Regions from separate parts of the Triticum aestivum genome. Here regions 2 and 3 are each linked to region 1. Evidence: chromatin contacts called from public Hi-C and HiCAR-type data. All regions are on one chromosome and are shown on one strand. Each heading gives the region's core, a stretch centred on a gene start, on an enhancer-like site or on the middle of the called end of the contact. The rest is flanking DNA. Distances are from core to core; before and after follow the strand shown.

Region 1 (2,993 bases), core at 345-2,844:
ACCAAGGTCGCCTAACCTATACAGAGTCACGCTGGTGGCCAAGCTTACGGATGCACACCTCCACGTTGCCATCCTCGGTGCCCGGCAAGTCCTTGGGGACCAGCAGGAAGACCTTCTCCTTCTCCCCCAGCCCGTGCCGCAGCGACGTGTTCCGCGCCGTCGACTGCATCTGCAGCCAGGGCCGTCTGCCGCCGTTGCCTACCGGCGTCTTCAGCTCATACACAAACTCCTGCTCACGGGCATTCTCAGGGCGGATGCAGATCGTGGACAGAGCAATGCCACGGCCCTCGCTGAAGCTGTCGAGGAAGAACAGCTCGCCGTCGTCGCGGCTCTGAAAGATGGTCGACGTGAAGGCAGAGGCCCGGAAGTTCTCATCATAGTGAAACCTGATCGTGTCCCAGTGGTGGCGGAGGGTGAGGTGGGTCGTGAGTGCAACAGCCCGGCTGGCGAAGCCGCATTGGGGGACAGGGCAGAAGATAGGCTCGTGGCGGCAGGTCTGCTCATGCTGGCGCATCTCGTGGTGCGGAAGGAAGGCCTCACAGGCATGCACTTTGTTGCGGCAGGAGAAGCGGATGCGGCCTAGGAACTCCTCGACGACGCGGTTGCGCCCATAGCCATTGCCGCTGCCGCAGCAGCTGCATCGGTTGTCCCCGACTTCCTCGTGGCACCTCGAGCAGGTGACGTGGGCGAAGGGGCACTGCACGCACACCATGTATCAAGAACACGGCTGAGTTGATTCTGAACGTAATGATAAATAAATAGAACTGTGCTGCAGCTGCAACCGAAAGTTACCTGGTAGACCGGCGGCGAGAGCATGCGGCGGCAGGCCTTGCAGGTGAAGAGGCGGTCGTAGTCGTCGATCCGGACGCTGTACTCGCCGGTGCGCCCGTGCTCGCCCAGCTCCTTGTTCGCGTGCGGCCTCCAGGCAGGCCTCCGCCCGTGCCGGTCGAGGTCGTCCGACCCGCGGCTGCGGCTCAGATCGTCGGCATCGTCGTTGCTTGGCGGCCTCTGCGACCACGAGCGGCAGGGCGACGGCGAGTGCGAGAGCGACCGGTAGGTCGACGGGGACGGCAGCGGCGAGGGCGACCGGTAGGGCGACGGCGAAGGGGAGTAGACCGACGGCGACCCACGACGACGCCTGGGGCTGCCCTCCGCCTCGCTCGGCGACGTGCGGAGGCGCTTCCCTCCGCCGCTCCCGCTGTAGCTCATCTCCGGCGTCCCCGCGGGCTGCGCGCCGGGGCACGTCCCTGCAGATCGATACGGCGCCGGAGGACGACGGTAAAGAAAGCAATCAACACCCTACAAACGCCACCAACGAATTGCGACGGAGTATTCGAGGGATGGGGATTGGACGGAGCCTTCTTACCTGAGCTCGAAGACGACGGATCTGGCGGCGGCAGGGGGCTCGGCTCTCGCCCGCCCGTCGCCGAGGGCAGGCGCGGCTCGGGGAGAGGAGGGGCGGCGGCGGCCGTGGGGGCGGACGGCGCGAGCCAAACCCTCGCCGGCGGCGCGGAGTCGGGGGACGAGAGGAGAGGGGATCGGAACGGAACGGGCGAGCGGTGGGGGTTTCTGCCCTGCTCTTTATTTATTTTTTATTTTTGAGGGGCTCCTGCTCTTTATTTTTGTGCTGCCTAGTCGGTGCCGGAGGCGGCCCAGTCCGAGACTCCGAGTACAACACTTCCTGCGTGGCCCGTTTAGCCCAGACTACTCGAACAATGCCCCTTTTTCCGCTCTTGCCTTCGTAATGAAAAACAGTTGTTGTGTCTTTTTTCTTTTTTTGAGCTGGAACACCTTGCAATCCAAATTACGATGGACCAACCAAATTGGTGGTCACAGCACGTATTACATCCACCGGGAAGTTCAACTGCCAAACATGTTGGCCATCCATAAATAGTCGGAAATGCTAACCGGCGACCGTCACCCAAGGGGATTTCGCAGCGAACGCCCTCCTTGCCGTCGCACGAATCTTGGAGCAGAACCGACGCCACATAGGATCATTGGGATAGTTCGTTGCGCGACTGCTTTATGGCGAACGGGTCTGTGTTTTTTCTTCCAAAAAATCACGAGGCGGGGTCGGGGGTCGAACCCACGACCTCCAGTGTGCGAGGCCCTTTTATGGTTTTAACTGCCACTTATATTTTCGGTCCCGAAAATCCCATAGCAGTTTTGTTTTTTGCAGCATGGCATTTTTAAGAGGATGGCATCTTTTTCAATATTAGTGGCATGGCAGTTTTTATCACTAAGTGCATGGTATTTTTTTTATTAACCATGTTATGGCATTTTTTATTATAAGAGATGACATTTTTTATAAAGACGGTGGACTTTTTTATTTTTGAGAGATGGCATGTTTATTTATTTAAGAGATGAAAATTTTATTTTAAGAGATGTCATTTTCAATTTTAAGAGATGGCATTTTTATATTAAGAAAATGCATTTTTTTATTACTAAGAGATGGCATTTTTAATATTTTTTAGAGAAAAGGCACAAAGGCCCGACTTCAAATTAATGAAGCCATCAACCGGCTAGGATACAATGGTGCTGAATTACAAAGGCCAAGACTTGACCAAAAACTGAAAAATCCATGCCAAATTTACTACAACCAAGAGCAGCAGAGAATAAGGCAGCAAGAAATACTACGATCAAGCCACCGGAGATCTTGCACGGCTAGAACGGCAGGGCTGAAGCCTCCCGGCGACAGCAAAAGCCGTGAACATGAAGATCCAGACCGCGTGAAGGAAACCATCGACTCCACCGCCCGCCGCCTCGGGCCACAGCCGGAGGAGAGACCACTATCTCCCCTTCGTCCAGACCGTGCCGGACACGCGGACGCCCACTGCCGGCCGGCGACCAACCAGCAAACAAAGCGATGAGCCGCTGAAGGATGCGGAAGAACCCACACGCCACCACCAACGCCGGCAACCAAGGGAACCGAGCACCACCGCCGCCACCCACCACCACGCACCGGGTCCACAACCCCCAACCACCCCTTGAAC
Region 2 (2,993 bases), core at 215-2,714, 450 kb before region 1:
TGGTCACCGTCGTCTGCCTGTCCTCGTACGTGGTGAACATCTTGGCCCTCTTGGTCGGGATCGGCGTGTTCCGGGGGATCACGCTCGCCATCACGCCGCCGGCCGTCTCGATGCCCAGCGTCAGCGGCGTCACGTCCAGCACCACAACCTCCTTGGCGTCGCCGCGCACGATGCCGCCCTGCACCGCCGCGCCGTAGGCCACGGCCTCGTCGGGGTTGACGCCCTTGTGGGGCTCCTTGCCGCCGAAGTAGTCGCGGAGGAGCTGCTGCACCTTGGGGATCCTCGTGCTGCCGCCGACCAGCACCACCTCGTCGACGTCGCCCTTGGCCAGCCCGGCGTCCGCCATGGCCTTCTTCACGGGCGCCATGACCTTGCGGAAGAGGTCGGCGTTGAGCTCCTCGAAGCGGGCCCGGGTGAGCGGCTCCGAAAGGTCGACGCCGTCGGCCAGCGACTCTACCTCCACGCGGACCTGGAGCTGGGTGCTGAGCGCCCGCTTGGCGCGCTCGCACTCGCGCCGGAGCTTGCCGAGCGCGCGCGCGTCGCCGGAGATGTCGACGCCGTGCTTCCGCTTGACGAGCCGGATGAAGTGGTCCATGACGCGCTGGTCGAAGTCCTCGCCTCCGAGATGGGTGTCGCCGTTGGTGGCGAGGACCTCGAAGACGCCGCCGTCGAGCGCGAGCACGCTCACGTCGAAGGTGCCGCCGCCGAGGTCGAACACCAGCACGTTCCGCTCCTTCCCGTCTGCCACCTTGTCGAGGCCGTAGGCGATGGCGGCGGCGGTGGGCTCGTTGATGAGGCGGACGACGTTGAGGCCGGCGATGGCGCCGGCGTCCTTGGTGGCCTGGCGCTGCGCGTCGTTGAAGTAGGCCGGGATGGTGATCACGGCGTCCCGGACCTTCTCGCCGAGATAGGCCTCGGCAGTCTCTTTCATCCTGGTGAGCACCATGGCGCTCACCTCCTCCGGGCTGAGCGTCCGCACGTCGCCGGCCTTCACCTCCACCTCGACGTGCGGCTTGCCGTTCTTGTCCACCACCTTGAACGGCAGCAGCTTCATGTCCCGCTGCACCTCGGCGTCGACGAACTGCCTGCCGATGAGGCGCTTGGCGTCGTAGACGGTGCGGAGCGGGTTGGCGGCGGCCTGGTTCTTGGCGGCCTCGCCGATGAGGCGCTCGCCGGAGTCGGTGAAGGCGACCCAGGATGGGGTGATGCGGTTGCCCTGGTCGTTGGCGATGATCTCCACGCGGCCGTTCCGGTACACGGCCACGCACGAGTAGGTCGTGCCCAGGTCGATGCCGATCACCGGCCCGCCGTTGCCGCTGCCGGAGCCCTTCTCCTTCTCCTTCGCCGCCGCGGCAGCCGATGGAGCCGGCGTGGCCGCGAGGAGCAGCACCGCGAGCAGTAGCCCGAGCAGCAACGTTGTCGCGCGAGCCATGGCGCCGGCGATCAATCGATGTCGTCTGGAAGCTAGCTCCAAGTACGTTGCAGGACGAGGCGGTGCGGCTACTATTTATGGCGCGAAGGGAGGTCTACAGCGTTGGCGTGACGTGGACGAATCGGAGGTGGCCTCCGACGCGGTCTGTCCCACGCGAGCGCGGTGACACGCGTGCGAGTCGATCTGGGCCGTTAGTTTTCACGATCGGACGGTTGCGAGGGCTCGTGACACGCTGGCGGGAACCGGGCTGGCTGCTGCGTGACGTGTTGGCTGTCAACAACAGTCCGATCATGTTTTTGACAAAAAGAATCCGTTCCTGGCCCCACTTTGCAGGTTACATGTATAAATTTTTCTCTCACAAAAAATAATGACCCAAGAGGTATCAAATCTATTTCAAACCGCACCAAAATTCAGGTAGTCATCTCGTTTCTGACCAAATTTAACTTTGATTCAACTCTACTTTGAATTTCAATGGTACGCAGGAGGCCGATGGAGTGAATCACTGAATTTCAAGGACACCACGTCGAAAGAGGTGTTTGGATAGAGAAAGAAGGTTATTTCACACAAGTTTCAAATTGTTATTTCAACAGCCAAACTTCACGAACTCATTTTCTGCAATCACGACACAAATTTATCTTGACACAAATTTTCTGCAAAGGGCTGCTAGAAAATCCTCAGGAAAATCTGAAATTCCCAGTAGCTAAATCCACCCACCCACAACTGAATCCATTCACACAAAGTTGATCTGCATGCGTGGATGCATGGGGAAGACAACCTCTAGTCTCATGGGCCATGGCCAACTAAGCATTAGTTAAATTTGTTAGTGCAAATACTGAACTTGCTAAACCTTTTGTAGAAGACAAACCCCTAATTCGCATGCCACTTGCTAAACACGCCATCTAAAACAGGCTACATTGTCCTATCTACTGAGCAACTCTTCAGTGGAAGAATCTTCGGCGGCACCGTGCCGACCCCATCTCCTCGTACTCTGATTTCGTAACGCACATCGACCCGAAATCGGGGCTGGACGCCAGGACAGATCCTCCTCTCCAGACACCAAGGATCGGGCTGCGCAAAGTAGCAGAGCGTTAATGCCATTCGCGCACGCCGCACATGAGCGTTAGTGAACGAGGGAGAGGCGCCAAGACAGAAACAGAGTAAAAAAGGCACATACTTCTCTTGAGAGATTATCTTCACCTGGTACTCCTCGGGCACAAGAGGTCGAAGTTCTCTCTGCCTGTTGATACAAACAACTAAGATGATGCACGCAGACTCATGCAATTGGGAGATAACACTGTCCCTTTTCCTACAGAAAAAACTACTTACAATCTTTCAGCGAACCGAGGGAACAGCGTGCTTCCGCCTGTCAAGATGATGCTGAAAACAGCCCAATGCATGAGAACAAGGGTCGCGCGATCAAAGGTCAAGATAGCATCAGGCATTCCACCGTTTAACGACAAAACATACCTCTGATAAAGCACAGGTTGAATATATGGATGGCAGGCTTGTGCAGCACGAACAATACACTCAGCAAGGCCCGCTTGATTCATGCCTACAAAAT
Region 3 (2,993 bases), core at 174-2,673, 310 kb before region 1:
ACAGACAGAGCATAAGCAAAGGGGTCAACTGCTCATATGTATTCAGTGCAAATAGTAGACGTCTGAGTTCTGGTGCTCATATTGGAACACCCAGAGCACCAAAGGCATCTTCAAAGTGAAAATTCTTACCCCTACACAACTATTCGGCATAACCAGAATTCACAAGTAACATTCTTCGATATAGATCATGGATGCTCAGGGGAAAGTAGCACAAACAGACAATGCAAACAACCAATCAATCGGTGAAGCCAATCAAGAACCTAGATACAGTTACCAAATTGAGAAGCACAAGCAGAGCAAAACCGAAAAGGTCTATTGCTAATACATGTTCACTGTGAAATAATAGATGCCTGAGTTCCGATGCTCATATATGAAAATCCAAAGCAGCAAAGGGCATCATCATCAAAGTGAAACTCTTAAGCCCTCATAATTATGCAGCCTTGATCACAAATGATATTACTGGATTTAGATCAGTTGCAGTAAATGTAAGTACTTGGATGCTCATGTTAAAGTAAAGTAGCAGGAGCAGGCAATGCTAACACACAATCAATTGGCGAAACCCATCGACAACCTAGAGACAAATCCTGTACACCAAACCTAGAGAACCAGTGGACTGACTCTATGTCTGTACCAAGAAATCAAGCCAGGAAGCTAGCACCAGTTGCATTTGGGGGTGTACTAACTACGAACAATCTCTCCTGGTCGGTCCAACTCAGAAATCACACCAAGTTCACATCCCGTGGGCAGTCCCGTAGCAGCACAAGCTAAATGTAGACATAGATCATATCCAACCCACCTCATAACCCCTATCCCCTAGAAAATATAAGGCTAAACCCAACTGTGGCAGAAGGTGGATCCAGATTCCAAGGAATCGAGCGAGGCAAGGGGGGGCGGAATCTACCACTTGGCGCGGGCCTTGAGCTTGAGGGCGGAGGGCTGCGGCGCGGTGCAGGGCCCCTCGGTGGCGATCTTGTAGAGGCCGTAGAGGCGGAGCTGCGCCTCCTCGGGGACGCCGGCGGCGGAGGCGGCGACGAAGGCGGAGGCGGCGCTGAAGTCCTCGTCGAGCTCCGTGCTCTCCACGCCCTCCCAGTCGCCGTCGCTGTCGCTGTCGCCGTCGCCGTCGCCGCCGCCGCCGTCGAGCGCGGGGTCGGCGGCGTCGGGCGAGGGGGCGGGGTCGGGGGCGGAGCGGGTGATGCGGAGGTTGTCCTCCTTGAAGGCGAGGACGACGGAGATGAGCTTGGCGACGAGGAAGGCGAAGATGAGGCCGATGACCGCCGACTGGGCCAGCTCCTGCCAGTCGCCGCCCATGGCCGCCGGCGAGGCGCGAATCTCAGATGCCGCTGGCCGGGGTGAGAGAGCACGAGAGAGACGAGCGCGACGAGGGTTTGGTGCTGGCTCTGTTCAACTTGGTTTTTCCTTAAGTCAATTTGGCTTACGACTTCACGGCAAAGGCAAAAGTAGCACTTAACCCCACACAACCGTATTCGTATGGAATTAAGGTAATCAGGCACGCCGAGCTTGATTAGAAAAACAGTTTTGCTAAGTCTAAGTGACTTCATTATCCCTCTGTACCATAACAGCATTTTTAACACTATACTATGTCAAAAAACGCTTTTATATTATGTGATGGGAGTATGTCACTTGACTCTCAGTTGACTGAGACTTAATCACACCCTTAGAGAAAAATCACCATTCCACCAACCCTACTCCCTACTAAAAAACAGTTAGAAAAATCTGTAAAACATAACCTATTATCTTCTCAAAAGAATCTTAACCACTATCAGTATCATGGTATCCTAGCAGTTTTAACCAGCGAATCGTAGTTCCCAACCTATATGCCCCAAATGGCACCGCGAGGTTGGGGGTGCTAATTTCATTTTCATTGTGTTTTATCGTGTGTCGTTGTTTCTTCAGTTGCGAAATAAATTATTTTATAGTGTGTTATACCACCGTCCTTTTATAGTGGCAAACTGGGTTGCGGAATAATTGTTCTCCTCCTTTTGATATGGCAGACTTGCCTCCGGCATTGATCGAGTTGTGGGGTTTGTGTCATGTCGATTTGTGTTGCAGATCGCGTGGTGTGGCCAACCATGGCAGGACTTTCTCTTCAACCTTTTCGGTGCTCATGTCGATTTGGAACCCAGGTCGCCTGTTCTCGTCAACCTTGACATAACTTTTGCACTCAATGTATTTGTGACACGGATCTTAGTGACAATTGATCCTCTCTTTGCCTAGCTTCGGATGATGCCCTGACGCATGTGCAGAGACATGTTTTCTTGTTCCGGCTAATATGGCAGATTCTTTCTGCGGTGAGTTTCATGGACCTTGGGACCTATCTTCAGTCAGTCAGAGTGAAAAATCAAGACTTTTGGTATGCTGCAAATGAAGATGTTTCATGTGTTGCTTGTTTGTTGCGAGACTCTGTGTGGAAATTACTCTACACATGTTTTAGATACTCTTGTAATTCGTTAGATAACCCGTGTTTTGCATGGTTTATCAATCTGATAATGTTGTTATAGTGAAAATAAGGAGTGGTTACGGTGAGCTGATTGTACGTGGTTGAAACAAAGAGTGATGCGAGTGTGTACAACCTTATAACGAATGTTGGCGTATATTGACAAGATGACATAATATTTTTCTAATAAGTTCAACATCTAAAACAAAGAAACACTCGAAGTTAGAAAAAGGGAGAACGGGTAAAAACAAATCCATCAATATAAAGAAAACCGATGGACATATTTCATTGGGATTTTGTTTTAAGGTAAATACGCCAGTAATCATAGAACTTGCATGCGACGATCAGTTTGATGCACAAACTTGCAAAATGCGTGTTTCTGGTCATCAAATTTGTATTAGCGTTCATATACGGTCACATTTCATGTACGCGGACGTATTTGTTGCCTACATGGCATGCCAACATGGCTAGGGCCAGCAGATTTGCAGAAAAGCCCTTGGCTTTTTTACGTATTAAGCCACTAAAATAAAAATGATAA

Evidence for each region. Hi-C and Micro-C count contacts between places; a contact is called where the count stands out from the background. HiCAR-type assays count read pairs that join an accessible place to other places.
Region 2: a Hi-C map of leaf shows a contact between it and region 1, with 3 times the contacts expected there. The contact joins the promoter of LOC123055253 here to the promoter of LOC123055248 in region 1. A contact is called at or near these places in 2 of 5 Hi-C or Micro-C datasets (both in leaf).
Region 3: a contact with region 1 is called in a HiCAR-type map of leaf, with 8 times the contacts expected there. The contact joins the promoter of LOC123055249 here to the promoter of LOC123055248 in region 1. A contact is called at or near these places in 1 of 5 Hi-C or Micro-C datasets (an unstated tissue) and 1 of 1 datasets of contacts at active chromatin or transcription factors (leaf).

The regions. Positions count from the first base shown.
Region 1 is chr2D:639,347,827-639,350,819 of IWGSC CS RefSeq v2.1, reverse strand. It overlaps LOC123055248 (E3 ubiquitin-protein ligase SINA-like 2), which reads right to left and starts at 1,594. Exons shown (of 3, transcript XM_044479233.1): 1 at 1,367-1,594; 2 at 793-1,247; 3 at 1-697. The coding sequence starts at 1,209. The coding sequence ends at 17.
Region 2 is chr2D:639,800,643-639,803,635 of IWGSC CS RefSeq v2.1, reverse strand. It overlaps LOC123055253 (heat shock 70 kDa protein BIP5-like), which reads right to left and starts at 1,464. Exons shown (of 1, transcript XM_044479242.1): 1 at 1-1,464. The coding sequence starts at 1,432. It overlaps LOC123055252 (actin-related protein 6), which reads right to left. Exons shown (of 8, transcript XM_044479241.1): 5 at 2,900-2,984; 6 at 2,759-2,809; 7 at 2,607-2,669; 8 at 2,104-2,500. The coding sequence ends at 2,371.
Region 3 is chr2D:639,659,404-639,662,396 of IWGSC CS RefSeq v2.1, reverse strand. LOC123055249 (acyl-CoA-binding domain-containing protein 4) reads right to left here and starts at 1,423. Exons shown (of 6, transcript XM_044479235.1): 1 at 902-1,423. The coding sequence starts at 1,308.